Linked DNA regions of Zea mays: regions 2, 3 and 4 are each linked to region 1. The links are chromatin contacts, called in public Hi-C maps. All regions are on one chromosome and are shown on one strand. The core of a region is the stretch at or near the end of the contact, and the rest is flanking DNA. Distances in the headings are between cores, read along the strand shown. Region 1 holds the start of LOC100272451. Region 2 holds the start of LOC111347727. Region 3 holds the start of LOC103640330 (protein ALP1-like). Region 4 holds the start of LOC100283777 (30S ribosomal protein S1,chloroplastic-like).

Region 1 (5,518 bases), core at 1,088-3,587:
ATAATGATATGTTTCATCAATTTCATCAAATTTTGTGAAGCTAAAGCACTCCCAAACAGAGTCTTTTAAGTTCGTTCGTTATAACTTCGATCATGCTATATATGTCCCTCAAAAGAGTCTGTCATCAGTAACTTCACTGTTCATATGTATTGAACTTAATTACTCAAAAAGAATGTGTAAAATTAGACGGCACGTACAAACACTTAACGCTACTAGTATATATGTACTACTACAACAGCTACGTTTTTCCCCTTTTCTGGAATTTTCTTGGCGTATATACCCTACAAGCCGCTAGGGAATCAAGACTAGGAAACGGAGTAGAACTGGAGCGGAAGAAAAGTCCTGGAGGCAAGAACAGCAAGCATCTTGAACCGAGCAAAGAGTAGCCGTCCCGCGTCGTCTTCGGTTCCTCCAAAATAATCTCTCTCCTTCTTCTAACCCGTGTCTCTGCTAGCTCTCTCGGCACCTTCGCTAGGCGAGGAGTCCCCGACGTGCGCGGTGTCCGATCCACCACCGGTTTAATTTGACGCCGTGGATTTCCATGTCGCCGCGCGTGTGGGTTCAATTCACACGCCCTGCGCTTGCGTGAACCACAAGCTGTCGTCCGTGCTCCAGATGCTCTCCACGTCGAAGCTGCCGATCTCGAAGTCCGCGACGCAGCCCAGATCAGGGAGCTCGGATGACGACGCCCACGTCGCCTCCCCGAGCAGGCACGACCATTGTTGCTGCTGCTGCTGCTGCTGGTGTCCGGCCAGGAGGACGGCGGCGGTGCTGCTGGAGGCGTCGCAGGTGGTGGTGAACCACTCCGCGCCACCCACCGGCGCAAGCCAGCAGGGCTGTGCGCCCGCGCCGGAATCCGATGACGGGGAGGCCGACCCGGCCGTGGTAGTGCTCGCCGACAGCTCCGGCACGGCGGCGGGGTTGTTCATCAGTAGCTGATGATGATGGTCACCGTCACCGACGGCGGCGGCGGCGGCGGCTGGGTAGCAGTCTGCGGGAGGCCAGCAGCAGGCGTCCGTGGCGGGGAGGTCCGGCGACGCGTAGAGGCCGTCGTCGGCGCCGCCGCCGCCGCCGGGCTGCCACGACGACGGCGACGAGAGCGGCGTGTCCGCGGCGCCCGCCTTGTGCTGCTGCGGAGCCCCCGCGGCGCCGGCGTTCTGGATGCGCTCGACGAGGCGGGGCATCCAGAGGTAGCGCATGACGTCCTTGAACTGCTGGCTGTTGACGTCGCACTTGAGCTGCTTGGCGTGCTTCTGCACGCGCGTGCGCCAGTAGTTCTTGATCTCGTTGTCGGTGCGGCCGGGGAGGTGCTGCGCGATCTTGGACCAGCGGTTGCCCCAGCGCGAGTGCAGCTCCAGGATGAGCAGCTGCTCCTGCGGCGTGATGTTGCCTCGCCGGAGGTCGGGGCGGAGGTAGTTCAGCCACCGGAGGCGGCAGCTCTTGCCAGTGCGCCTCAGCCCTGCGTCATCGATCGTCACATGATGATCAGTAATATAACCCACACGTCATTAATTCCACGCTCGCTCGCCATTGCTGCTGATTACATATACTACTATACATGTCACACTAGCTAGCGAGCACCTGCTGTCGATCTCAATTAGTTATGCAGACGAGACATGAGGGTGGTATGTCAGTGATGACAAGATGCGTGATGTAACTAAATACCCCTACGGCCGGGAATGATGCTAACCACTAAAAAGTCCTCTCTTTCTCACTCACTACTGTAGGCTCTGTCTGTTTCCACATTAGCAGGTACTCCGTACCAGATGCAAAGTGACAGCTTTGCCAACAAAGCCTTCTTCGTGTTCCACGAGACCACGATTGCTCAGGCGGCTGTGCGCTAAACTAGCGATGCAGAGCTTCGATCGATCGACACCATGTAACTGATCGATGATATATGCAGCGCATATCACTGGATTCTATCCTAGCTACATATACATAGGTACCCACCTGCTGATCGGGCGAGCGAGTTCCAGCGGCCCTCGCCGTGCGCGGCGACGTAGTTGACCAGCAGGAGGTCCTCCTCCACCGTCCAAGGCCCGCGCCGCAGCTCGCCGGCCACCACCTCCTCCTCGCTGCTCGCGTCTCTCTCGTGCGCCATGTCCATCAGATTCCGACCGACGATCCCCTTGTGAGACGTTGAGCGGCGGGCTGCTGCGCTGCTGGACGATGATGACTAAGTATATGTGGCAGTGTTCGAAGAAGAGTGCTGGGAGGAGAAGGCGGGAGAAGGAAGGAAGGAAGAAGAGTGCGATAGATGAGGTGGGGCGGGAGAGGAGGAAGGGCTGGGCTTATATAGACGACGACACGCAGACGGATCAGCCGGGCCAGGAGAAGGGGAGGAGAAGGTAGGCTGGTGGTGGACTTGGATGGAAGGAAAAAAAGGACCATGTGCAGGGCCGGCCCTGGACAGGTGCCGGCGGTGCCGCCGCACCGGGCCTCCGAGAACCAGGGGGCCTCTTCTCGTATATACGTGTATGTGTATATATAGAAAATGTTTATTTAGATTACAACACAAAGATCGATAAAGGCCAAAGTCCATCAACGTGCAGTATGCATGCATGTTTAAGCTCGATTACTTGGCTTCTCGTGGACGCTTGAGCTGCAGTCCTCTTGCCTTCTCGTGGAAGCCTCCGCTCATGTTGTTCAGGTTACAACAATAGCCTGGCACCGCCAGCAGCTAGCAGCGACAGTCGAGAGGGATCACCCTGTCCGCTGTTCTGCCGTCTGCCCAGACCAGGCTTGCCGCGTGCCGTGCCTAGCGTGCCCTGTCTCAGCCCTCCATAACTTCGTCAAGTTTGCTACTCTACTTTTGCTGATTCGTTTTCGTCTCAAACCAATCTTTACTAGTTAAATGTTCTTTATTTTTGAGTATAGGTTATTTTGCATTGTGGTCACCATATTCCACATGTCGTCCACTAGAAAGCATGCATCTAGTAGTGAAAAAGGAAAAAAAAACTTAAGGAGTTTAATGCATCTCAATATTCATAAAATTTTGGTATTTATGATCAATGGAGCCTCAATTTTTGTCTCGCACCGGGTCACCAAATTCTCAAGGCCGGCCGTGAGCATGTGGGGGACTGGGTCAGGGAGCACGCCGCAACCAGGGAGATTATTAGTTTATCCCTTTTGATCTCTTTCGCTTTTAAAGCCAAAAGTTCAGGGGTTAATCGGGGCTCGGGGGCGATTCAGATTTTTTTCCCGACTGGGGGTCTGCAGATGGAGGGCGTGTGTGGTGGGCCTGGTGGCGATTAATTACTGTCTGGGGATTGTTACTCCTGTATTATAATCAACGGTTGATTAATCGATCGGATACCGTACACGGGTTGGGCTTGGGGGGGCTCCGGTGAGTTTGACTGGTTGACTCCATCGCCTGGCCCCGGGCCCCGGCTAGCCCACTCGCACTCGCACCGCACGATGGGCATGCGCATGGAAGCACAGCTCGTTGCTGGGCACGCGCTCGAAGCACGTACGGGATGTGGGCCCGGCTTAAAAGAAGGCAGGGGGCTACTCATTTGAGCTAGGAAATACGAGCCAGCTACTGAGCTATACAGCTCGTGTGAACATATGTACCAGCTGGCCAGCTCTCAGTGTCAGGTAGTCCACTCCGGTGGAGGGAGGTCGGTGGAGTTTTCAGCACATGGAAAACCAAACTAAAATTTGGCACAAATTGTTGGTGCTGCTGCCTGAAATGGCGTGGAGCATACTGTATGCCCCTAGGAGGTTTTATGTGGATCCGACAGCGACCCTTTCCTTTCCTTGGTTTTTCTACTTCTTTTTGGTTTTCCTTGCGCATCATAATAAGATCTATATTTTAACTGTAGGTTCTACAAATGAATGACAATGGGGGTTTTTCTTGTGGTGAAAAATGTTTATCAAGTCCCAGATCTTGGACTCACACCAGTCCTAGCTATTTTCTAAGTGATAAGAGGACACTCACTCGACAATAGGTTATCTATGATGGCTTCGTCGATCTCAAAAATAGACATTAGGCGTACTGGTTTCAAAACTTTCCATTTGCTAATGTCTTCCCTTTACATGCAGACCTATTCATGGGCACCTTGCTGATCAACCTGACTCGCCAGCGCGGCGGGTTATGGATAAACTCAACCCCCAAAAAACCTAATCCAAATGGAAAAACCTCCCATGATTTGTATTATTCATTAGTTGCCTTGTCTCGTTTGGTGCCCTTTGGTGCCCTCAAAGAGCATCGATTAGTTCTTATTAGAGCATCTCCAACAACGTGACCTATAAAAATGCCCTATATTTTGAAAATAAGTATAGTTTATAAAATTTAGGGCACCAACAAAACACCCCACTCCAACAGTAAAGGCCCAAATCTAGATTATAGGGCAGTCAACTACGGTGTAGAGCATCGATTAGTTCTTATTAGACAAGCACATCTATTACCATGTATTGCCACATTCTAAAATTCCCTTTGCCATCAAATTTCTATATATACTTGATTATTCCACATCTTTGACAACATCTTAATCTTGTGATCCTTATCCCTATCAACCTTCTCACAAAATAAAATCAGCATAGCTTTGGCTTTGATACCACTTGTTAGAATATGATACCCCTAACTATGCATCCCAACCACTTACGAATCAGCGATAGTTACTCCCAGTAGGAACATAGACCATCTTTTTTGGTCGGTCGCCCTTTCCAGAATTTTTCTTAGCCAAACATGTTTAACTCATATGACGCTTCTCTAGCTAGCTAGTCCTAGACATCCAGCCACACAGTTGTATATCTCCACTTATTTTCTTGACCTAAAAGAACATGTTACTCGCTCTAATGCAGTAATAACAATGTGCACTTTCAAGACAGCCATCATTGAATTTATCCGGAAATGTTTGGTATTGGTTCACTTCAAAACCCACCGCCAGTTTTGAGTTCCAGACCCTCACGGTCAAATAACGACCAGAAAACGATCGCAACATATGCTATGTAGGGATCCACGTACGTACGTACGTCACCAGATAGTTGTTTCCTCGACAGCGATCTGTTGCCTCCCCCGGCCCTGTGGCGTCGGCAGTTCACCATCACGGCATGCCAATGTCCGCGCACACTGTGTCCAATCGGCACACCTGGCGGCAGGGCTAGAGTCTCTGCTGCGCCGTGTGAATGTGAATCTACCCCCTGCAGCTATACGTGATAGGTACTCGTTCAGTTGTCTACGAGAATACACTACTAGTCTACTACTACTAGTATGCAACTCTCCGAGCGTAGGTCGTCTACAAGAAGAAGAAGAAGCAGCAGCAGCACCGACGACCGAGCGAAACTTTGACATTTTTGCTTGGATTTTAGCCCCGATGGAGCACCTGTCACCGCGAGATGGATCTATCTCTAGCTCTAGGCTCTAGCTCAGCAGTCAACAGCGTCCGTGCGTGTGAGAAGCTAGCTACCCACCTCGGCACGGCGAGAAACGACAGCACGCTCGAACTACCAATCTTGTCGCACGGTACGAACACCAAGCAGGGACACTAGCTGACACGATTTGTGGCCCTGTTTT
Region 2 (5,518 bases), core at 1,817-4,316, 210 kb before region 1:
ATCAGCACCGCGTCCATTCTTTTTGCCAGATTCTCTCGCTTTCCAGATATGACGTCTACGGTTGATTGATGGTTGTTTTAATCCTCCGGCTCCTTTGGCCCCCAGGTCGTGGCATTGCGCACCAAACTCTTTTTGTGGTCCTTGTCTCCTCCCTCCAGCTCCAGTCCGGGCTCCGGTGGAGCAGAGCCGCAGAGCGGAAGGCAGGGGAGCGCACGTCTGCTCACGTGGTGTGTTCCGGGGAGCACGGACCCCCGTCCGTCTCTCCCTTCTCTTGGCTCGGTCCAGTACAATCTGGTAGCCCCCCCTGGCGCCATAATCCACGCTGCGTTGCGGATGGATGGCAAGCACGGGCGGTCGGGGCGCCAGCACCACCACTGGCTCGGCCGTCTCCACGACGCCGTAGTCCAAGCGGACGGAGACGAAAGCGGTCGCGAACCAGGCAGCCAGCCAGAGGACTGGTTACCGAACCGGAGGAGATTTTACACACCCACCTACCCCGTGGTAGATCGACGACGGCCAGAACATGTTGAATTGGGGATGGGGAGGGTACAGATTCCCACTGTTTTGCTAGGAAATAGGAGTATCGTTGGCAGGCGTCGGATGGATGGCATCAATGCCGCTGCCCCTACGTCTACTAACAGAAGGGCACACGCAACGCACGAGGCGGCAATCCAGTAGTCGTCTTGTCTTGTCTTGGCAGGAGGCGGCGAGGCTCTGCTGGTCCATTTCACCGCACGACGATTCGCGAAGTAGTACTAGTAGTAGTATATCATTGCTCTTGTATTGTTGCTACTACATATCGTCGCTTTATTAGGAGGAGATCCTCAACCCCATCTCCATCTCATTGGTATCCCTAGATTCGATTCAATGCACGGGCAGGCTGATTGCCCGACCAGTAGTTTTCGACATAATGCATCAAAGCGCACTCTGGACAGCCCTGGAAACGAGTGCCGCCGCCAGCGGATGAAAGCAACGTGTTGGATCTCCGAGCATTCGTGGACAAGAACGATACACACTCCAGCTCCGTCGATGAGCCATCTATTGTAACGGTACGCTACACACAGGAGAGGACACGATTGGCTCGGATTATTCCTGTCCATGCATGATGGACTCTTTAGGTGCGAGACGCAGCTAGCCCATCGCCCTTCGCGCTGCCTTCCTTGATGCCGCCGGCTTTGGGAGACCGGAGTACCGGACACATCATTTGCATAAGAAGGGCCTCGTCGTCGGCAACATGGCATCACCAGATCCATGCATGCGATTCCTTTTTTTTAAAAAAAAATAATAAGCCAAGCACTGTTCAGATCAGTTGTTGCACGAGTACGGGCAGTTCATGGATAATCATGCAACAGCCCGTATATATATTATATCATGAATCGTGTTGTAGTATGCGTGCATGATCATCGATGCATCTCGGCTCCCAATCATACGAGAGAGAGTCAGTGGGCAGTGCACATATGATGGTGTGCATGTACAACTCACCGAGCTAGCTACCGCATTATTGGCGGTTGGAGTTGCTCTCTCGGGCAGCCCTGCATGCGTGCAGAGCTGGCCACGGGGGGGCATCGTCATGCGCCACGACGACCTTGCTCGTGCGCAGTTGCACGCACAATGCAATCCCAGGAGGAAAGGATATTGTTTTCACGTACCGGTGCCGGGTGGGTAGTTTTTTTTTGGGGGGGTTATATAGGGCAGGGCATGCACGGCGTGGTACCAGCTCGCCTCCAACGTACGGCTATGGCGTGTACGTATCTGTCGATGGACTGACTGATGGAACCATAGCCGATTTGCGACGCAGAGAAAATAAACTGACTATGTACATGTGATGTGTCAATACCGCGAGGTTGTTGCTGGCAGGACGCAAGGATGTCGAATGGGTCGTGCTGGGCTGATCCAACTATCACTCTACTGCATTATCGAGCGTGCGATGCGTCCATCACCCTGTTGGGGAGATTGAAGAAGGGCCTCCTCCTTGCCTTTCATATAAAAATATAAAGGACCTGCGCCCATCACCCTCACCCTGTTTTGGGTGCAGCAGCTCGGCTGAGTATGATTAGCGGGCAACTTTATCTCATAGATAGATCTCGCTGTCTCTAGTTGTTGCGCTTTTCGTTGCTCACTGCTCCTGCTACTGCTAGGCACACACTTTGTCCGTACCGTCTGGGAGGCGTCTTGTAGCTCAATGCTGATTCTCGTGCGCGTGTGTATGGTTTATGCCTATATCGATGGGCACATGAACAGTGTGTTTGGTTAGAGGCATCGAACGGTCCGGAGTCATTCGAACCTACATCCGAGCCTAAAATAGGGTCTGGTTACCATTACAGATTCATCTCATCCGTCATCCCCTCATTCCGATCTAAAACTAAAATCAAGAAGCTACTCATTCCTCACAGAACAGGCAAACCAACTCATTCCTCCTATCCGAATCTACAAGGAGTAAGTCCATGCTGGATCACCTGGTTCTGAACATGGTTATTCCACTAACCAAACAGACTGGAAATGTTCCCTTATATTGTAACTGTTTTACACAGTTTAAAGAGTGAAGTTTGAAATAGAACATGCCGCAGATGCGGCTGGAGATAGCCTAACCATCTGGGATACGAAATATGGTTGTGCATCTAACCATTTAGTTTCCAATTCCTATCACAGTTTGAATGTCTGTTGTTTTTGGATAAAAGGTCGTTTGATTTCTCTTGTGTTGGTTATACATATTTCTTTCGCGAAGGAATGACAAGGCACTAATTAGCGCTAGCGGCTGCTGACTACTGACTGAGAGTACCGTTGCACAGATTCTGCAGGAATAGGATCGGGCGAGACGAGGAGGAATGGTTGATTAATTAAACCTAATCTCCTAGGACCAGCTGGGCAGAGAGATAAGGCAGGCAACGGTAGAAAAATACGTAGCTGATCCGGGTAACGGTATGATTAGGGGCGTCCCGACCCCGACAGCGAGCCATGGATGGACTTCAACAAACGGTCGGTCTCCGTCTCCTCCGTCGTCGCCTTTATAAGCGCCTCCGCCACGCCTTCACTCGCCACCACCATCCTCTTCCTACCTCAGCTACTCCCTTCGCTTCCTCATCTGCGAGCTGTGAGCTGCGGCAAGGATCCAAGCCACAGGCAGGACAGGATGCAGTCCAAGCACCGGGTCTTCGCGGAGGACCTGCTCCTGGCGGCGGAGGGCGAGGACCACTTCGACCGGGTGCCCGACTCCCTGGTGCTCCTCATCTTCAACAAGGTCGCCGACGCGCGGTCGCTGGGGCGCTGCTCCGCGGTGTCGCGCCGCTTCAACGCGCTGGTCCCGCTCGTGGACGACGCCTGCCTGCGCATCGACCGCGTCATCCCCGCCGGCGACGGCGACGGCGACGCGCTCCTCGGCCTCGCGGGGGCGCCGCGCCCGCGCGCCGTGCTCTCGCACCTCCTCAAGGCCGTGCTGCTCGCCGTGCTCAAGCCCTTCGCGCACTGCGACGCCAAGTCCGCGGCGGCGGCGCACAAGCACGCGCAGGCGCAGGCGCAGCAGCAGCACCACTCGCCGGCCCAGGTGCTCAAGAACTTCAGCAGCATCCGCAACCTCCGCATGGAGCTCCCCGTGTCCGACGTCGGCACCGACGACGGCGTCGTGCTCAGGTGGAAGGCCGTGTTCGGCAGCACGCTGCAGAGCTGCGTCATCCTCGGCGGCACCAAGGTGGACCGGGCCGCCGCGGGTCCCCGCGCCCCCACCGGCGCCGACGCCGACGCCGAGGACGCGGGCGACGGCGGCGGCGGCGGTGGCAGCATCCCGGAGTCCTTCTACACCAACGGCGGGCTGAAGCTGCGCGTGGTCTGGACCATCAGCTCGCTCATCGCCGCGGCTACCAGGCACTACCTCCTCCGCGAGATCGTCAAGGAGCACCCCACGCTGGAGCAGGTCGCGCTGACGGACGCCAACGGGCAGGGCACGCTCAGCATGGGGCGCGAGCAGCTGAAGGAGTTCAGGGACAAGCCGCTCGCCGCGGCGGCCGCCGCCGCCAACCGCACGCAGGTGCCCGCCTGCAACATGAAGCTCCGCTACGCGCCGCTGCTGGAGCTGTCGGACGGCACCAGGATCCACGGTGCCACGCTCGTGGTCATCAGGCCCGTCGGCGAGGCCACCGCGGGCACCGGCGGCGGCGGCGGCAGGAAGGGTCTCGACGAGTTCGCCGCCAACGCCTTCGACGGGCCTCTCAGGGAGGCCGTGGCCGCGCTCAGCAAGCGTCGCACCTACCTGCTCGAGATGAACGGCTTCTAGTCTCCTTGGCCAATGGCCATCTCTCTCTCCTGCGCACGCGCGTCGTCTGCTGCAGCAGCAAGACCCCCCAGCGCCGCCGCCTCCGTTGGTTTTAGCCTCAGCTCGGTCCTGATCGGGGGAACACTGAGGTGTTCCGTCCTTCTCGAATGTCGCAGCAACCAACGCTGATGTCTCCTCGGACCATTGTGAAAATAGTAGTGTAGCGAATGGAGTGGGCGGCGCCAGCAGCAAAGCTTTTGCTACGTTTTGAACAGGATGAAAACAGTCACTGTTTTCAATCAAATGTTGTCCGAGAGTACTGTACAAGTTTCTGAGACGAAATCACGGTCTCATTGATGGAGAAATCACTTTTTCGATCAGGCCAGTAGTGTGAAAAAACTTTGAACGGAATTGCAGCGTTCTTGCCATTGTATTGCCATGCCAAGAGTGCAGCCTTTGTGGAATGCTTCTTTTCTTGCACGTTATCACTTTAGTCCTAATTTGAATTAGGATAAGCTTTCTTTTTAGGACATACAACCCAAAATTCTTAGATTTTACAGTAAAAACATAACGTGTATATATATGGGAGGTACTCTTGTTTTTTGATTTTTTTTCTTCTCCTTTAATTGGATTGTACAGTAAGGCGCATCTACGACGACATGATCTGGGCCGGCTTTCTTAATCCATACAGCACATTATGTGCTGCATCTACAGCGCATACTGTACAACACATTCGGCTCTATCATTGATCGGTGATCATTCTGAGCTAGACTGCATGTGTTTGCAGCAATTAAAGAGGGGGGTTATCACAACACGAACACACCTCTCCTCCGCGCGCGGTGACCAACTACTGCTGTTGATCGAGCTAGGTTGGCTCACACACGTTTCCGTTAGACTATCTCTAGCATACTTTTATCTCACTCACTATTTAAAATCTCACTTTATAAAAAGTGTAATCTACGGTACAAAACGGTATGGCCGTTTGCACGGAGGTGGTTAAATTGTGCAGCTACGTACGACCCTGGACTTCTGAATATTCCAGTGTGTTCAGTAGGAGAGACAGAGAGCACAACAGGGTACGGTAAATAGAAGAGAGACTGCACTCTTCTTCTTCTTTACATATAATGAAAAAAAATCTGTTTAATATGCTTGTGCAGTTTTGCCCAAGCGCGGCGGCCGGCGGTGGCACGGCCGGCAGACGAGAACGAGATGGCTCTTGCTCTTGGACGGTGGTTGGGTTAACGGCCACTCCCTCTTCATTCTGGATCCCAG
Region 3 (5,518 bases), core at 824-3,323, 170 kb before region 1:
CCGTTGGACAGTTCCTCCACTCCCAGTGCATGCAATCAATGGAACCCAACATGCCAGGAAAACCCCTAGACTCGCTATTATGCATGATGCGTGTAATGTCATCTTGAGTTGGAGTGCGTAAATACCAGCCACTAAAACATGCAATGATTGCGCGACAAAAATGATGAAGGCATTCCCTAGCGGTTGATTCCCCAATTTGAATATACTCGTCTACCGCATCAGAAGGTAACCCATAAGCAAGTATCCGCATTGCCGCACAAACTTTTTGTAATGGTCCTAGTCCGGGCATACCAGTTGCGTCTACTCTTTGTGTAAAGTAAGTATCGTGCTGTTGAAGACCTTGCAGAATGCGGAGAAACAAAGGCCTACTCATGTGGAACCTAACAAAATTGCATTGGATATTTGTCAAAAGTTGAACAAATGATAACCTATGACAAAAATATGAAGTGCGTACCTTCTACGAAACACATGAGGTGGATACACTGGGTTAGCGGAGAAGTAGTGATGTTCGATGAGATTTTCTCCCGCGAAATGATCTCTGTGAATGACACGGCGAGGTAAACCCGACCGTCGTCGGTGATGGCGTTGAGCCGCAATGTTGAGGGTGAGTAGGTTGACAAGCAAAAGAGTTTCGTTCTCACTATCACTCGAATCACTCGAAGCAAAATCATCTTCCGTATGACTCTGAGACATACCGAACTATGGCTAACTTGATGAACTCAGAACAATGGGTGTACATTATGGTAGAGATTGATTGAATATATATAGGGGAGACCAAAGAGGCTTCAGGGGGAAGCTGCGGGCTTGCATTGAAAGGCAACAGTGGCTTCCTTTGAAAGCCAACGGTGTCTTTCATTGTAAGACACTCGTGGCTTCGTCCGTACGACTCGACGGTTTGTGTTGCAACGTAAGTGTCCTTCATTATATTCCGTCCCAATATATATGAAAAATTTTGGCATACCACAAATGTTAATTAATGTTTGCATGGTACCAATTAAATGTTAAATCAAATGATGTATGCATTTTTTCAATTAAATGATAAATTATTTGATTTATTATATAGTATGTGTAAATTAAGAGAAATAATTAAAAAATATTTTTTTGTTACACAAGTAAGATCTGTTAAGCCAAACGTGTTCAAAGAAAAGAATATAAATAAAAAAAGAAGTTGGTTATGTTAGTTATAGGGAAATGTATATTTAATGAGTAGAGAGATATGTAGGGTAAAATTTAGGGGGGACGGTTGCGGGACGAGTGAATATAGGGGAGGGAATCTTGCTGACGTGGCTGCATAGTAAGATTTAGGGGGAAAATTTAGGGGGAACGCCTGCGGACAGCCTCAACGGTTGCTACTCGTTCAGCCTACCCTATCACTGTTTCCCTATGATATACTATATAGCGGACACAGTACAAAACAGTTCCAACAATAACCCGTAGTATTTTTTTGTTAGGAAAAAAGTTAATAAATGAAAAAAAATATGAAAAATAATATTTTATGTTTAGAATGGGATATAGAGGGGAGAATTTAGGCTGAAGCGATGTAGAGGGTAGAGATATATGGAGAGAGGATGTTGTTGCTGATGTGATATGTGAGTGGGATATAGGAGAAGAAATATAGAATGAACCGTTGAACACCACCAGGTGGTATTGGGCTGCATGCACGCACAGATAAGCTCACCCACGGTTTTCGACGACCACTTCCCTCACGTCAAGGTTGAACTGCATTTGAGTGATGTCCTGAAACATCCATTTGCACCGTCCATCTAGTTTAGTGGCCTGTGGGCACTGGGTGGCGGGGACAGTTCACCTATGCTACGGCGCGGGAGCCGTCTGCGGTCTGCCTCGTCCCGACAGATCACTTGGACTGGCATCAATGATGGACGGGCAGGCAGGGCAGCTAGAGACCAGGCTTTTGGCGATATATTCCTTGTGTCCGGTCCTTCCCCGGCCCTTCCCCCACTCACTCTCCGTGCCGTGATGATAGAGGACAGGGCCGGGGCCAGACGACGATGGGGTGGGGTGCGGTGGGCGTGGGGGCATCCTGGCCTCTCTCCTCTGCCGGTAACGTTGCCATGGGCCACGTGAAAAGGCCCGCGCCGCATGACATCTCCTTTTCTGGGCGCGCGCCTATCGCGATGGCGAGTGGTGGCGACGACGCGCGGGGCCGGCCTGGCGACATCTCCTTTTCATTGCCTCTCGCTGGTTTCCAAGGCGCCGGACCGCGCGCGCCGCGGCTGGGACGGGGGCAACGTGGGCAAGCCGCACGGGCGCTGCGGCGGGTGCTTTGCGTTGCGTTCCGTTGGTAAATCATCCAACAAACTTATCCAGCTCTCACAGTTTTTAAATATATGGGCGCTACTTTGTTATTTGGATCAGCTTCGACCTTCTTTTTCCTGGAACTCTTCTTCTTCCTTTGTATATAGTGACTTCACACACTTGAGTAGCCATGAATCTAGGCTCTGCAAATATGCTCTGTGGGATGCTATCCATTTCTGTAAGTTTGAACATAATGTGTTCAGCTCAACCTGAACGAGTAGAGTTGCTTGGAAGTTGGAACTGTGATGCCAGTCAGGCGCACTGCTGATTTGAGAGCTTGTCGCCGGGACCCGGGAGGCCCGTGAAGCATGTGCTGTCCGAGCACTTCTTTCGTTTGTGTATTGGAATAGGAGATGGCCTGGCTTCTCCGGCCCAGCAGCCCATCGTTGGATCATGCACAGGTGTAGACAGTGTTGCCCAACTGTGTTATAATCGGGCCAGAGTAAACTGCAGATTGGGCTAGCCATATCTAGCGTTGCAAGTTTGGGACTTGGGAGACTTCTTCGACGGAGCAAAAGTGTAAGTGACATTGATTAGTTGAGAATATTTTTTTTTCTATTTTAATATTTTCAAATAAAATTGAAAAGTAATCCCGACAAAATCTTATTTCCATTAATAAATTATTTGGCTCTTCATCCAGTAGTATAGTATGTGACGCCTTGAGAGGTGCAGCTGGAGCCTGGAGACACTAGCGCTGCTCACGTACGTAATTTACTTTTTTGAACATGTCATTGTCACGTACGTAATTTTGGCCTTATTATGGGTAACTAATCCGCTAACCGCAAAAGTCATTCCTCTTCCTCTCGGACTCGGACTAGCGCTTCCCGGACAGGTGGCAAACTGGCATCTATGGGCGCCAACAGGAACCGCACAGCGGCACCTCCGTGTCCCAAGTTTATCAGAGACTGTTACAGGAAAGATTCAAGTCTGCTGGCTGCTACCTAATTTCTTTCACTCTGACCAACGATAGTCCTATTTAAAAATGTTTGGATCTGCCTAATGTTCGGACAGGTGGCAAACCTAACATGACAATTTTCTACTATAGCATGAGCGTATCCTTTTTTTTCTCGTGCAAAGATAGAAGAAAAACAATACTCGCTCAAGAGGGGGTGGTTTCTGTTTAATCCAGCGGTTTGTGGAACAGGTCTATGGAAACAAGGCGGACTGCTCCGACGACCCTTCTGAACTTCTGATTAGGATCGAAGGGGTCAGAAACCATAGGACCAAACGGTACAATGTTCGTCCAGCAGCCCCGGCGAACAGCAAGTCCGCCGGCAGCGTGCACCTCTCCATGCCGCCGCCCAACCGGCTAGGCGCTGGGGCGTGGACAGCAGTAGGGTCACTGCACGCGGGCCCTGTCGCACGCGGGGGCCACGCGGCAGTGCCCTCTCCCCACGTCAGAGGATCTCGTTCCGGACAGGGCAGGGTCATCACCACGTGGCCCGCGCTCCTCCTCCTCCTCCGGTTCGACGAGAACTGCTGGAAGGAACTCCGCCTCGATTGGGTTGGCAGCCGGTGCTGTGTGCGACTGGTGAAGCAGCAGTAGTCAAGCATACGTATGCTAGCCTGTAGGCGCGCTTGTCTAGATGGGTCGGGATCCAAGCAGCTCTGGCAAAGGGTCCAATGATATAATCTACGTGTACATAGATAGAGCACGCCTTATATTATGAGACAAACACAAAAAATGGTTAGGCCTTATAGTCTGAAACAAAGTGAGTAAAAAATATAAAAGACATATGACTCTTTATATATATTGTCTCTTGATAGTATTTAAGGTCATACACAACTCAATTAAATGAGAGTTTTTTAGTCTTTAGAGGACCAAATTAAAAAACAAGAAACATACTCTTCGTGAAGAGTCCGTTTCTACACGAATATATATATATATATATACACACACACATGATCCTTGAGCTTTCAATAGTTAAATGAAGCTCAGGCCGATCATCTCTGCAACCTGGTTCAACCCAGCGCACCGACTGAACAGGCTGTTGGTTGTGTCACCCGCTCCACGTCTGTGCGCACAAAAAAAGAATACATGCATGAGTCAAATACGTTCGATTGCATGCGCGTAAATTTAGGAAAGATATGTGTGACAGTTTATATTTTTAAATGCTTTATTTCCTCCATAAATTTAGGATCGCTGCAACAATCATGCAACTAGACTCGTAAAAACTATTTTATGATATATACTACTACTAAATATGCTACCCTGTGTAGATAATTATGCAATTCGGTATACTACGTAAAAATCTGTTACCAGTTGCATGCACACGAATTTATGATGAAAATAATGTGCAATGAAAGGAAATGAATTCCACGCATAGAAACAAAAAACGTATTTAATGTTTTATTTCCTTTATAAATATATAATCCTTCCAACAACCATGCAGCTAAACACATTGAATCTAGTTTATCATATATACAAATACAAATTATACTACATGGTGTAGGTAATTATTCAATTCGTTACACTGCGTAAAAAAATCTGTCATGTTGTTCATTGGTGGACGCATCTCCGGGTTGGAGCGTAATAACCTTAAGTTTTAAGCATAAAATCCTTCAATTATAAGCGTAAATACCGAGCCAATATGAGAGATTGATAAATCTAGTATGTTGTTATTACGATCCTATTGCTATGGCAGATCCGAAAAACATGGCAGCCGTATGCATGCGGTTATACATATCTAAAAATTATGGCAAAATGCATGCATTGGTCAAACATGTTCCCTTGCATGCACGTAAATTTAGGAAAGATATGTGTGGCGGCTATAGGAAACGGGTGACGCCTAAGAGAGGGGTGAATTAGGATTTTTAAAACTTTAACTAAACTAGGCCACAATTAAATCCCTAGAGCAAAACCTATGCAAATAATCAAATTAGAAAGTGCAAAGTAGGTTTTGTCTAAGTGTTGCTATCTCTACCGCAATGGCTAAGTTTCAATCTACACTAAATAAGTATGTATACAAGATTGAAACTTAAATGCTTAATATAAATGCGGAAACTTAAAGAGCAAAGTAGAGAAGCAAACTCTCGTGGATGACACCGGTATTTTTACCGAGGTATCCAGAACCACACAAGGTCCCGACTAATCCTCGTTGGTGCCCCTACGCATAGGGAAGCCCACGCGAGGGCCAAGCACCACGGTCGAGTAACTCCGTAGAGAGTCGCGGGCCTTCTCCACGCGCAAGTAGTGCTCCGC
Region 4 (5,518 bases), core at 1,452-3,951, 140 kb after region 1:
TAAGTCAAACTTCTCTAACTTAGATCAAATTTATAGAAAAATGCTATCTGCAACAGCAAAAGCAACTAGTTTCAGTAAACCACTATAAAATATGTCTATAAAGAATTTATTTGGTCTCGTAGATGTTAATACATTTTTATATGAGATTGGTCGATTTAGAGAAGTTTGACTTAGGATAAAACTAAAATAACCTACATTTTAAAATACATGGAGTTTTTCCTAAGGAACAATAGCTGTTGTTGACAAGTAGACAATAAAAAGGGTTAAAACTTATCTGTTCAAATTCAACACAGACAAGGGGAAATGGAATGCAGTACTTAATTAGATTATCCAGTTCTCAACGAGTCAGCAACAACAGCGAGTTTTTTTTACCATCAAAGAGAAATACTAATAAAAAAGGAAACAGGAGAAGAGAATTAAAAAAAAGATGTTTGTGTGTAATTTGTACTCACTTTACCCGTGACAACGACATCTTCGGCCTGAAGTTGCCGGCACCTTTCCCATGCAAGTTCTTGCTGAATTGCTTGCAAACTTAGAATCAAAGTTTCATCACCTGGGTTCTCATCAATTATCATGAATTCTTCTACTAACCCAGGACGAATGCCAGCCTCTTCAACATTATCGATATCAAGAAGACATGCCTCATCTAAGGGCAAAAAAGCAGTAGACTTGGATTGGATGTCGATATATGCACCATTTGAGGTAGTCATAAATACTGTTCCTTTAATCTGTAGACACCATAGGAATATAAAATATTTTTCGATGATCAGATTATGACAATTCTGAAGCTAAATAAGATCTTATGTTGAAATGTGACCAGAACTAATATCCTGCAATGAATCGAGGTGCAAGAGCAAATAGTAGCAATAATAATACATCGAGAATGGCTGCTGCAGTACCACAGGTCCACAATGCCAGAAGAAAAAATCATGGACTAACACAAAGCCAGCGATACCCAAACTATGATTACCTACGGCATTTGACTTTGTAACATAACAGTACAATGACTCATTTTTAAGATATTGAGTTTATTATCACAAGACAGATATGAATAATTCAGTGATGCATCTATTTGAAATGAAGTTTAGGAAACACCAATAGCAATATCTGTTACAGAATATCTTTTTTTTTCTTAAACACAAAGGAAAGCTGTGTATCATTATGTAAAGAAGAAGAACGGCATAAGAAATCCATGCAACAGCCACACACACACACACACCACATCCCAGGAAAATATATCACTACACTGGCGCTTTAGACTAAGACAAAACAGCCTTGACCTGATACACTACATATCTAGCCTTGGGGCAATCAGGAGAGAGAACCCCTGGTCCCCCACCAAACTGCAAAATTTGAACTCTTGCTGGCCAGAGACAATGCCAACAAGGTTGGGCGTTCCTCCATCAAAGACACAATGAATTCAGTGGTTCCACAGAGATCAAGCCCCTAGAACTAGAATAATAATGGAATTCATACCTTGGAACACCTAGTTACAGAAAATCATCGTTTACTAGGCACACTACACGAGCAGCAGCCCCAAAGTTTCCTCCAGAAGCTGACCAGGATTAAAAGATAATTCTAGGAGACATTATGTTAGTTTGTTTACTTAAGCATTAAGTTGTAGTTAAAATTAATGCTGCTTAGGTCCTACTAGACATTGTGTTTGGAAGTTTGGATCTACCTTATATAAAGATAAATCAGTTTGACAAGGGAATGGAGCAATTAAGAGGCTACTAGTTAGCACTTCACATAATTACATCAGTAAATCTATTCCTCTCTGCTGCCACATCAACTATGATAACTAGACTTGTGAGGTCTGAGCCAGGTCCACCGCTAGCTTCAATGTTCCAAGCTGGCTTAGGGAGTGGAGGCTTGGCAAGTTAATCCGAGTTGTTCTTTAGTTAACTAACTGATTCTACAAGTTCATGTTTGGTCTTGGTATAAGAATAATACTAGACTTTTTTTCTTTAAAAAATTGACCAACAACTGAACTACGGAGTAGTTATTACTGATTAGTGAGCGGTGGTGTGTTATCCCAGTATGCTCCAACCAGGTACACTATTAATGGGTTGAGAGACATACTAACTCACTATAGTGACAAACATAGCATTATTGTCCAAACAAGTTGAAAATTCATCTCCAGAGATCAGCGATATTCTTACATTCCCTGCATTATGTACCACTTCACATTCTGGGAGACCATAAACTAGAATGTATGGCAAAGCGTTATAACTCTATTGACTGACACCATCTAATTTCGAAGGATGAACAGCTTCCTAACCGCACAAATTGCTGCTATGGACTCCGATACATAAAGAACAATTAATGACAATAGAGTAGGGGAGGAATCGAGGGATTACGAGCGAGCCGATCTCCGTGTCTATGTCGGTGGACTCGACGGCGGTGTCGAGGTCGTCGGGGGAGAAGGCGACGCCCTCCATGGGCGCGGTGCGGCAGCGCTCGGAGGCGTCGTCGAACACCTGGCGCATCCGCTCCCGCTCCCGCTCGTCCTTGGTCAGCGCATAGGTACCGCACACAAGCGCCGACGGAGGCCGCCTCTGCGCCGCGGGGCGACGGCGCGACGCGCCGGATAGAGGGGGGCACGGTAGGCCCGCGACGTGCTGCGCCAGGGACGCCATCCTCTCTCGCTCTGTCTCTCTCTTCGGTGTGTGTTCGAGCGAGGAAACGGGAATGGCAGTGCCAGTGTCCTGTTATCCGGTCGGTGGGGTTTAGGATAGGAGGCGGAGATGGTTGGCTGGTTTTGGGCCAGATCAGGCCAGGTAAGAAACGCTTCGCGGGCTTCGGGCCTTCGGCGTGTCAGGCTATTAGTTTCGTCACAGGACTGGTTAATTACACGCTTGCAAAAGGAAGCCACGAACTATTTCATACATTCATTCGGGAAAAAACATGTTCATACAACAATTTGTACCATTTTTAACAAATAGCTAATTCGGTAATTGCATCTCGAAACTTCAGCGCTATACAATTTCGAGGCAATCAACTACAATAACGTAAATTTCTCTTGCTTTTCTGGATGGGAGGGTGTCAGTCCGTTCCGTTAGGCTGGTGGCAGTGCGGGCGGCAGCGCGGGCGAGAAGAGGCCGCTGCCGCCCGCGCGCGGACGAGAGGCCGGCGCCGGGCGATGGCGCTCGCTCCCGGCGAGAGCGGGCGGTATCGCCTCGCGCCCGCCCGAGCGAGAGGCGGGCGAGAGGGAGGCGAGGCACTGGCGGGGCGAGAGCGACGTGGCGCGATCTGATTGGTCCACGTGTGCTAGCCGTTGCAACTAGCCGTTTTTGACCGTTTGGAGTCCAAAAAATTCGAAAAAAATTGCAAAAAATCACAAGTGAAGAGGAGGAAGATGAGGATGAGATCGAGGAGTCCGATTAGAGTTATGTAATTTTATTTTAATTATCATGTCATTTTATTTTAATTATTATGTACTTTGTAATTTTTTAATTCAATAAAAATATTATGTTGTGTTTTTCGGAGCGTTGAAATAAATCCGCGTGAATTACTTAATTCTGAAATAGAAAAGCTGACGTGGCTATAGCCTGAGGCTGTAGCCTGCTGCAGCCTGTGTACTGGAGCAGCAAGGACGAGAGTGGAGGCGAGAGCTGACGTGGCAGGGACGAGAGGGAGGTTGTGCACTGGACTCAGCCTTAGGCAGGCCTCATTACCACGAACACATTGAACAACAAACTGGGCTATCGAGTTCCATTTTCGTATCAAAAGGCCCACTGTATACTGACAAGATAAATGTGCAAAACATAAGTACTCTATCTAAAAGAAAAGTAGAAGATGAAGTACAATTCTATTTATACGAGCTCTTATTGAATTCTTATCTCTTAATAAGACTACATATACATATAAGAAATCTGTGTTATAATTGCTATTATTTAGGAGGTGTTTGGTTTTTTAGGGTCTAATTTTTAGTCTCTACGTTTTATTCCATTTTAGTTGATAAATTGTTAAATACGTAAACTAAAACTCTTTTTTAGTTCCCGTATTTACTAATTTAGGATGAAACAAAATAGAGAGACTAAAATAAGTTCGTAGACACCAAACACCTCAATAAAGAACACATATTTATTTATATATACTGTACTTTTACCTACTATGTTGATTGTGAGAGACGCATAGAAAAAAAATCATAGCCCAGTATTATTAGGATACATTCGTTTTAGTTTCAATCTATATGGATTAAATGGGATTGAGTGAATTAAAATTTATAGCAAGTGAAAATATTTTCTAATTTTTTCCTAATTCCATAGAATACAAGATAAGAATAAGTGAATACAGGGCCTTTAGCGGGCGGGCTCGGGCCTGGGCCGTTTCCGCGCACCTCGGGTTTATGCATCCTGATGGCTGTCCGTAGATGAGCGGGTAACGTCAAAGAACAGTAAAGGACAGTTCATCGTTTGTGGTGGACGAAAAACACCGCAAGCCCGGAGTAAAATAACAAAAGGTCAAAAAATGGTTCGCTGCCGTGCGCGCCAGAGTGCCGCGCGGCACGCAGGTACAAGTCCCCGGTGGCTTACTCTTGACCGTTCCGTTAGCTGCGCTGTCGTGTCCCGACCGACCATGCGTACCACCGGCACGAGTTCAAACCGTCCAGCCAACCACCATAACTGCCCGGAATTCGCCATGGAGAGCGACGCGCGCGAAAAAAAAAAAAACCCACACCGGCCATCGCCATACGACACGGCACATCGCGTTCGCGTTCTCTCCCACGCGACCGACGCGCGACGCCGACCACGGCGAGGTGTCCGCCCCCACGTCCAGCAGCGCACGTCGTATCGGCTCGGCGCCCGGCCCGTCGGCCGCGCGGACGACGCCGCCTGTGTCAATCTCGATTCGTCGTGCGGGTCAGTGGTCACCCACCGCCACCGGCCACCGCCGAGCGGGGTGCACCGGGAAACTGCGAAAGAAAGAGACTGGCGTAATTGCGTTATCCAGATAAGCCGGCGCGGCATGTGCACGGTGCATGCACGCGGCGGCACCGGGCCACGGCCCGGCGTTGAAGTCGGTTACGTACAGCATGCCAGCGACCGAGGTGACTGGCGCTCATTGGCGCCACTGAATTAACATTGCCCTGCCATTATCCGTTCCCAGCTGATGACGACGCCATGGAAAGCTCGCGGAAAACCTGTGCAAGTTCTTGGCTGACCGTTGAACGCCTTGAATTGATGTGCCGGTTAGGAGTAGTTTATATATACAGTACTACAAACCTCATCCATACTTCCCATAGACGATACGATAGGCCCATACCGTACGTGCTTGCACGCGCGCTGACAGCCGATCCAGCATTACCCGAACAATTCAAACTACTATACTATAAACGCGTTGCATGTGTGCACAGTGTAATTTTTAAGTGCAGAGCCAGCGGCTATTCGTAAATAAACTCGGAGCAGCATACGAGTTGCGGAGGTCGTAGGCATGGCCATTGTTTAATGCGAGCATTTATTTAATATATTGATTTTAAACATATTTTTAAAAACTACTAATATATACACATAAT

The links. Hi-C and Micro-C count contacts between places; a contact is called where the count stands out from the background.
Region 2: a contact with region 1 is called in a Hi-C map of bundle sheath, with 2.6 times the contacts expected there. The contact joins the promoter of LOC111347727 here to the promoter of LOC100272451 in region 1. A contact is called at or near these places in 5 of 25 Hi-C or Micro-C datasets (bundle sheath, endosperm, leaf and 1 more).
Region 3: a Hi-C map of bundle sheath shows a contact between it and region 1, with 2.4 times the contacts expected there. The contact joins the promoter of LOC103640330 here to the promoter of LOC100272451 in region 1. A contact is called at or near these places in 3 of 25 Hi-C or Micro-C datasets (bundle sheath, ear and tassel).
Region 4: a contact with region 1 is called in a Hi-C map of tassel, with 4 times the contacts expected there. The contact joins the promoter of LOC100283777 here to the promoter of LOC100272451 in region 1. A contact is called at or near these places in 12 of 25 Hi-C or Micro-C datasets (bundle sheath, ear, endosperm and 3 more).

Annotation. Positions count from the first base shown.
Region 1 is chr9:139,733,567-139,739,084 of Zm-B73-REFERENCE-NAM-5.0, forward strand. It overlaps LOC100272451, which reads right to left and starts at 2,338. Exons shown (of 2, transcript NM_001146925.1): 1 at 1,951-2,338; 2 at 121-1,459. The coding sequence starts at 2,107. The coding sequence ends at 567.
Region 2 is chr9:139,524,474-139,529,991 of Zm-B73-REFERENCE-NAM-5.0, forward strand. It overlaps LOC111347727, which reads left to right and starts at 3,067. Exons shown (of 1, transcript NM_001357720.1): 1 at 3,067-4,595. The coding sequence starts at 3,131. The coding sequence ends at 4,267.
Region 3 is chr9:139,567,297-139,572,814 of Zm-B73-REFERENCE-NAM-5.0, forward strand. It overlaps LOC103640330 (protein ALP1-like), which reads right to left and starts at 2,074. Exons shown (of 2, transcript XM_020544377.2): 1 at 1,965-2,074; 2 at 1-428. The coding sequence starts at 2,074.
Region 4 is chr9:139,876,101-139,881,618 of Zm-B73-REFERENCE-NAM-5.0, forward strand. LOC100283777 (30S ribosomal protein S1,chloroplastic-like) reads right to left here and starts at 2,702. Exons shown (of 7, transcript NM_001156676.2): 1 at 2,361-2,702; 2 at 453-728. The coding sequence starts at 2,639.